Regions from separate parts of the Triticum aestivum genome. Here region 2 is linked to region 1. Evidence: chromatin contacts called from public Hi-C data. All regions are on one chromosome and are shown on one strand. The core of a region is the stretch at or near the end of the contact, and the rest is flanking DNA. Distances in the headings are between cores, read along the strand shown. Region 1 holds the start of LOC123143192 (luminal-binding protein 2). Region 2 holds the start of LOC123143194 (transcription factor IIIA).

Region 1 (3,856 bases), core at 516-3,015:
GGTATGTAGATGCACTCCTTTCCCCTCGTTGCTAGTATACTCCATAGATGGATCTTGGTGATGCGTAGGAAATTTTAAAATTCTGCTACGATCCCCAACAGCCCCATGTTCTCTCGCACTGGTGCTGGCCGTCGCGACAAGTACATTCACGTGATCATCACGCTTCTTGGTGTCTTTAATAAACATATCCAATTTAAGTATCAAAACCACCACGCATCAAATTAGTAACGCTCGCTAAATTCTTGGCGTGATGACAGCTGGACCACTGACCTTGCGCATCCGCAAAACTGTCCTAGTGGGCCCATCAAGCACCCTATTCTGTCATGCTCGAGCTGGGCGTCGCGACAAGTCCATTCACGCGATCGTCACGCTTCTTGGTGTCTTTAATAAACATATCCAATTTAAGAATCAAAACCGCCACGCATCAAATTAGTAACGCTCGCTAAATTCTTGGCGTGATGATAGCTGGACCACTGACCCGTGTTCACGTGGCATCGTATATTCCTCTCACGTGTCGTAAAGTGGATAATTTTAAATTTAAGAAAGTTAACGTGCGCTAACTCCTTGGCATGACGACAACTACACCGGTACCCTTGCGCTTGGTGAAACTGCTGAGTGGGTCCAACGACCCCCTGTTCTCTTGGGCTCAAGCTGGGCATCGCGACAAGTCCATTTACGCGATCGTCGAGCTTGTTGGTGTCTTTAAAAACCATATCCAGTTGAATAATCAAAACCGCCACGCCTCAAATTGGTAACGCTCGCTAGCTTTTTGGTGTGACGACAATTGGACCACTGACCTTGCGCGTTAGCGAAACTGTCGAGTGGGCCCATCGAGCCCCCTAATTTGTCGCGCTCGAGCTGGGCGTCGCGACAAGTCCATTCACGTGATCATCACGCTTATCGGTGTCTTTAAAAAACATATCCAATCTAAGAATCAAAACCGCCGCGCCTCAAATTGGTAACGCTCGCTAAATTCTTGGCGTGACGACAGCTAGACCATTGACCTTGCGCATCGACGAAACTACCGAGTGGGCCCATCGAGCCCCCTGTTCTCTCACGCTCGAGCTGTGCGTCGCGACAAGTCCATTCGCGTGATCATCACGCTTCTTGGAGTCTTTAAAGAACATATCGAATTTAAGAATCAAAACTGCCACGCTTCGAATTAGTAACGCTCGCTAACTTCTTAGCTTGACGACAACTGGAGCACTGACCTTGCGCATCGGCAAAACTGCCGAGTGGCCCCATCGATTCCCCTGTTCTGTCGCGTTCGAGCTGGGCGTCGCGACAAGTGCATTCACGCGATCGTCGCGCTGCATTCTTAAATTTCATTCAGTTCAATTCAATATAATCCAAAGTGCCACGGCTCAAATCGGCAAGATTCTTGTTGAAACTCCCAACGTACCAATTCGAAACCTGCATTCCGCTTCTGGAAAACACCAGACAAGTCGTTGCGCCCTTGCCTGAGAAAAGCAACCCCGGGCGGGCCCACCCGCCAGACGTGGACCGACCGGCACAGAACGAACGAGAAGCATCCTCCATCCATCCGTTCCATCCACGCGACGCTGGCCAATGGGGCCGCTCCGCGTCGAGGGGGCGCGTCGGGGCCGTCGGATGGGCGGCACGGACGGCCGCGGCGACCCCAGCACAGAGCCCGCCCCGATTGGCCCGGGCCGCCACGTGCCGTCCCCCGATTCGCCCAGCTTGGACCCGTGACGTTCCGCCCAGCGCGACGGGGGCAGCCTGCGGATCTGGCCACGCCGTATATAAATCTCACACACACGGCGCAGTCTCCTTAAAACTCAAACCCACTTCCGCAAAGGAGATCGATAAGGCCGAGAGGAGGAGGAAGAAGCTCCAGAGTTCAGGCGAGGAGAGGGATCGCGTTGCGCGTCGGCGTGGCGATGGATCGGGTCCGCGGCTCCGCGCTGCTGCTCGGCGTCCTGCTCGCAGGTACGCGGCATCTCGATCTCGATCCCGATCTCTTCCCGTTGCTCTTGTTTCGTTTTGTTCCGCCAGATCTGCGTGTTCGCGGAGCTCGATCCGGGGCGGACGCGGGTGATGATGATCCCGCCGCTGCTGGGCCGACGGACGGATCGAGCTGGTGGTTATTTAGAGAACCTCGCGCGGGATTGTTGCTTGCGAGCCGTCGGGCGTGTGATCTAGATTTCGATGCCTGCTGTAGGGACGCTTTGATCTGTGGTTTAGTTGTTCGTCGAATGGAGGGCTTTAGTTTTAGTGCTGCACCCAGCGGATTTGAATGGTCCAATTGTTCTGCTGCATTAATTGGTGCCGCGATCTGTCCTTAAAATTGCTAGGATACTGCTACAGGTTGGCAATTCCGCTTCTCGCTTGATGATTATGTTAGGACGGAGTTTGATCAAGAGCTGCAAAGGGCTTTGCATGATTTCATTATAGTAGTAGTAGTAGTGACAATAAAAGTAGCGCCTTAGGGGTAAATGTTTCGTTGAGATAATAATAATTGACAATGGTGGTCGAATTGAATCTCACTGAAATCAGCTCAACTAGTATTAATATTTTGAATTGTGCAACTGTCTGTGTGCAGTGCCATTGAGATTGGGTTAAATAATTGAGAATGTTGCTTACCTACTGCTGCTGTGTATTCAGGATCGCTGTTTGCGCTTTGTGCTGCAAAGGAGGAGGCCAAGAAGCTCGGTACCGTGATCGGTATCGATCTCGGTACCACCTACTCATGTGTTGGTGTGTACAAGAACGGTCATGTCGAGATTATCGCCAATGACCAGGGTAACCGTATCACGCCCTCATGGGTTGGGTTCACCGATGGGGAGAGGCTCATCGGTGAGGCTGCCAAGAACCAGGCGGCTGTCAACCCTGAGAGGACCGTCTTTGACGTCAAGCGTCTCATTGGAAGAAAGTAATAGCACTCTCCTGTTCTTCTGCTTTAGCGTCTTTGTGCAGTATTGATTTGTCGTGCCTGACCTCTGAACATTTTCTTCCAGGTTTGAGGACAAGGAGGTGCAGAGGGACATGAAACTTGTCCCCTACAAGATTGTGAACAAGGAGGGGAAGCCTTACATCCAGGTCAAGATCAAGGATGGAGAGACCAAGGTCTTCAGCCCTGAGGAGATCAGTGCTATGATTCTTGGAAAGATGAAGGAGACCGCTGAGGCATACCTTGGCAAGAAGATCAATGACGCCGTCGTCACTGTTCCTGGTTAGTAATGGTGACATTCAGTTGCTGACTCCCAATTGTGGACTCTATGAATGTCATTTGCTCACTTTTATTTGTTCCTTTTCAGCGTACTTCAATGATGCACAGAGACAGGCGACCAAGGATGCTGGTGTGATTGCTGGCCTCAATGTGGCTAGGATCATCAATGAGCCCACTGCTGCTGCTATCGCCTATGGTTTGGACAAGAGGGGTGGCGAGAAGAACATCCTGGTGTTTGACCTGGGTGGTGGTACTTTTGATGTCAGTATCTTGACCATTGACAATGGTGTCTTTGAGGTGCTGGCCACCAACGGTGACACCCATCTTGGAGGTAACATCTCTTTGTCATTTGCTGCTATATCTTTAGTTACAATACCATAGGGATTGACTGAGTACTGCATATAGACAATATGATACTGCTGGTTAGGCTACTGTCACCTGCTATATAGTCATTTAATGAAGACATGATTATTCCCAAAATATTTCAATATATAGAACAAATAATGTTGATGGCACATCTTGCAATTGATATTCATTGGTCACACAACACTCTTGAGTAATCTTTTAGTTGACTATGTACTGCTTTACTTGACAAAGGAGCTCGAATGATGTGATGATGATTAATTTGTCACCTCATTAGCTGTGTGTTGTGCATTTTATTGGCCA
Region 2 (3,856 bases), core at 938-3,437, 170 kb before region 1:
CGAGGCCGGTTGGGCCGGCCTGGCTAACAGTTGGGTCGACTGGCCCAGTGGGGGGGGGGCTTCTCTCTTTTATTTTTGTGTTTATTTTCTTTTAAAATTTTCTTTTCTGTTCATTTACTTTCCCTATATTTTTCAATTTATTTTAGTTTCAAAAATACAAAAACAACTCCTAAATCAGTATAGCTTAATATACCACTGCCACATTTAATTATGGCACCCAAGTAAAATAGTTTAACATTTTATTAATTCTAAAAAGGCATTATCTAATTGATTAAGCCATTGTTTTAATTATTTTAGTGCCTTTAATTATTTTATAAAAATGTGGGTTCTCCACCATTATTACTAAGGATTTATTTGTAACATTTAGTACATTTTAGTTTTTATGTTTGAAAACTTTTATCGTTTGACTTTAATTCAAATTTGAATTTGAATCGGTTTCGAATTAACGCGAGATTAACAACAATAACCGAGGTGACGTGGCATCATTAGTAGAGGGTTACTGTAGCTTAATTATCCGGGCGTCACAAAACCGAACCATGCAAACCGAATAAACCGAACGCATAGGGTGACCTCACGATGATTTGTTTAACACTAATCTAAAGAAGGGGTCGTCTTTCACCTGGCAAAGTATTATGGCGGATGTGAGTTCTCTGAAACGTGGCCACATTTGGTGAGTGGGGAATGGTCGGAATGTTAACATTTGGGAGGATGCCTGAATTCCAAATTGTGCAAACAGAAAAATCATTACTCCTAGGAGAGTTCGGTTGTTATCCAAGGTAGCAGACTTGATTGACCCTATTCTTAATACTTGGGATGAAGATCTACTCAGGCAAACGATGTGGCCTATAGATGTACAACGAGTACTCACAATACCTATCTTGCAACATGATATGCCAGATTTCGTCGCTTGGAATTTCACACAAAATGGTATGTTTTCGGTTTGGTTTGCTTATTTTGTGGAATGAGATCATCAATATGAAAATAAGTTGCGACACACAAATGGAATGGGACGTACCAAAGTTAATCCTATTTGGCATAGGTTATGGAAACTCTCTTGCCCGACAAAGGTTAAAAAAAATTGGCGCACGCTACATGACACCCTTCCATGTTGCGTAGACAATAGACATGTGAAAGTCTCGGCCAATCGCCCTGTCTGCTCGGATGGACTAGAAGATACAAAGCATCTGCTATTTTTATGCAACACAACAAAGGAAATGTGGAGAAGGCTGGAGATGGATGATATTATCGATAGAGCTTTCCAGTAGATCGTGCGAGTGAAGCGGTTTTGAAATATTTACTTTCAATGCCAGATCATGAATTGTGTATGATAGGCATCCAAAATGTACATGGAATGATTGCCATATCAGCCTGGTACATGTGGTGGGAAAGGCGTAAATTGATTCACAAGGAGACAACTCAAATTGCACACCAGATTTCAATGGGAATCCGAGCTCTTATGGCCACTTTTGTTACCGCTTCCTCACAAAAGGCCTCCATGAAAAAAGGGGGATGGTCTTGCCCTCCGGTAGGGTTTGTTAAACTTAACGTTGATGCTTCTTTTGACCATGACTTACTCAGGGGTACGATGGGAGCAGCCTTAAGAGACGACAAAGGTAGATTTATTGCTGGGGGTAATGGTAAGATTGACTGGTACGGAGATGTTCTGATGGCTGAAGCTCTGGCCCTAAAATTTGGTTCGTCCCTAGCACAAAGGACAGGATGCAATTGCATTATTATTAACTTGGAGAACATGGAGGTGATTGATACCATGACAGAAGGAGGATGATCATCAGGGGCAGCGGCGGCAGTTTCTAATGATTGCTTTTATTTAGCCTGTGATTTTACTATTTCTAAATCCGAGCATTGTAACAGAGAATCAAATAAAGTTGCCCATGAACTCGCCAGATTGGCCAGATTTTCGTTCATTTCTGTTTGGTTTGAGGAGCCAAATGTTGAAGCTGTACCATCCTCATAAACGGTGTGACGGTAATTTCTTAATGAATAAAGCACGAGTTTTTTTTAGAAAAAAGAGATAACTCTTAGCTGGTGTGTCATGGCGGGAATATATGCAGCTTCCCGCCGCGTGGGAGCCTTTCCAGACGTCAGCCCATCCGCTGCAAGCCCACTAGGCCCAGGAAGACACCGGCGAGCTAGGGTTTTAAAGACGCACCAGCCAGCCTCCGCAACAGCCAAGGAAACCACTCCCTCCCTCAGCCGCCGCCGCCTTCCCACTGCCCACGAGCCAGCGTCATCCCCAGCTCCGCCCCCCACGGCCGACGACTCCACCCTCCGAGTCCACGGTGAGCACCTGTCCCCGCCCTCCCTCTCTCCCCGCCATGAATCCCCCGCGGTTAGTCCGAACAATCGTCAGCACTGCTGCATTTCATTCCACGAGCTGAAAAATGCCCGGAGCGCGCCTAGATTTCTCCTTGCATCTGTCCAGACCCGCGACGAGCTGCGGCGATTCGTCGCTGATGATCCCCAGTAGAGTGGATCGCTTGCTAGTTTTCCCAGTAACGTCGGCTCCAATTCCAGGTGGCTTCCTTCGGTCCGAGGGGAGGTGGATGAACAGGAGCGTGTGCCACCACCTGCTCGCCCACTGCAGATCCCTGCGGGAGCTAGAGAGAATCCACGCCCGGGCCGTCACCCATGGCCTCCACCCCAGTAACCAGTCCATCTCGTGCACGCTCTTCCGGCGTTACGCCGACTTCGGCCGCCCCGCCGAGGCGCGCAGGCTGTTCGGCGAGATCCCCTGCCCGGACCTCGTCTCCTACACCAGCCTCATGTCGCTCCACCTCCAGCTGAGCCAGCACCACGAGGCCATGTCCGCCTTCTCGTGCGCCGTCGCCTCGGGCCACCGCCCCGATGGCTTTGTGGTTGTTGGTGCGCTCTCGGCGTCCGGCGGGGCTGGGGATCTGCGCGCTGGTTTGGGGGTGCATGGTCTCATTTTCCGTTGCGGGTTGGGCTCTGAGCTGGTCGTCGGCAATGCTCTGGTTGATATGTATTGCCGGTGTGGGAGGTTCGAGGGCGTGCTAGGGGTGTTCGACGAAATGGCGGTGAAAGACGAGGTCACCTGGGGCAGCATGCTGCATGGGTATATGAAGTGTGTCGGTGTGGATGCAGCGTTGTCCTTCTTTGACCAGATGCCGGTGAAGAGCACGGTGTCCTGGACAGCGCTGGTGACCGGCCATGTTCAGGCCAAGCAGCCTATCCGAGCTCTAGAAATTTTCGGCAGGATGGTGCTGGAGGGTCACCGTCCTACCCATGTTACAATTGTAGGCGTGCTATCTGCTTGCGCTGACATTGGCTCTCTAGATCTTGGGCGCGTCATTCATGGGTACGGAAGTAAATTCAATATCAGCACAAATATAATTGTTAGCAATGCTCTGATGGACATGTATGCAAAGAGTGGAAGTATAGAGATGGCATTTACTGTGTTTGAAGAAGTGCCGTTGAAGGATGCGTTCACATGGACGACCATGATCTCGAGCTTCACTGTCCAGGGTGATGGGATAAAAGCTCTTGAGCTCTTTGAGGACATGCTAAGGTCTGGGATTGTTCCAAATAGTGTCACCTTTGTGTCTGTTTTGTCAGCCTGCAGCCATGCTGGGTTAATACAGCAAGGCAGAGAGTTATTTGATAAAATGCGTAGGATCTACAACATTAAACCGCAGCTTGAGCACTATGGATGCATTGTTGATTTGTTAGGACGGGGTGGGCTACTAGAGGAAGCAGAAGCCCTGATATATGATATGGATGTGGAACCTGATACTGTTATATGGAGGTCACTTCTTAGTGCATGCCTTGTTCATGGCAATGATAGATTGGCTGAGATTGCCGGGCAGGAGATTATAAA

The links. Hi-C and Micro-C count contacts between places; a contact is called where the count stands out from the background.
Region 2: a contact with region 1 is called in a Hi-C map of leaf, with 6 times the contacts expected there. The contact joins the promoter of LOC123143194 here to the promoter of LOC123143192 in region 1. A contact is called at or near these places in 3 of 5 Hi-C or Micro-C datasets (all in leaf).

What each region holds. Positions count from the first base shown.
Region 1 is chr6D:25,209,968-25,213,823 of IWGSC CS RefSeq v2.1, reverse strand. LOC123143192 (luminal-binding protein 2) reads left to right here and starts at 1,765. Exons shown (of 8, transcript XM_044562034.1): 1 at 1,765-1,950; 2 at 2,626-2,893; 3 at 2,979-3,193; 4 at 3,279-3,521. The coding sequence starts at 1,902.
Region 2 is chr6D:25,383,000-25,386,855 of IWGSC CS RefSeq v2.1, reverse strand. It overlaps LOC123143194 (transcription factor IIIA), which reads left to right and starts at 2,187. Exons shown (of 7, transcript XM_044562036.1): 1 at 2,187-2,300. It overlaps LOC123143193 (pentatricopeptide repeat-containing protein At2g22410, mitochondrial-like), which reads left to right and starts at 2,194. Exons shown (of 2, transcript XM_044562035.1): 1 at 2,194-2,300; 2 at 2,536-3,856. The coding sequence starts at 2,565.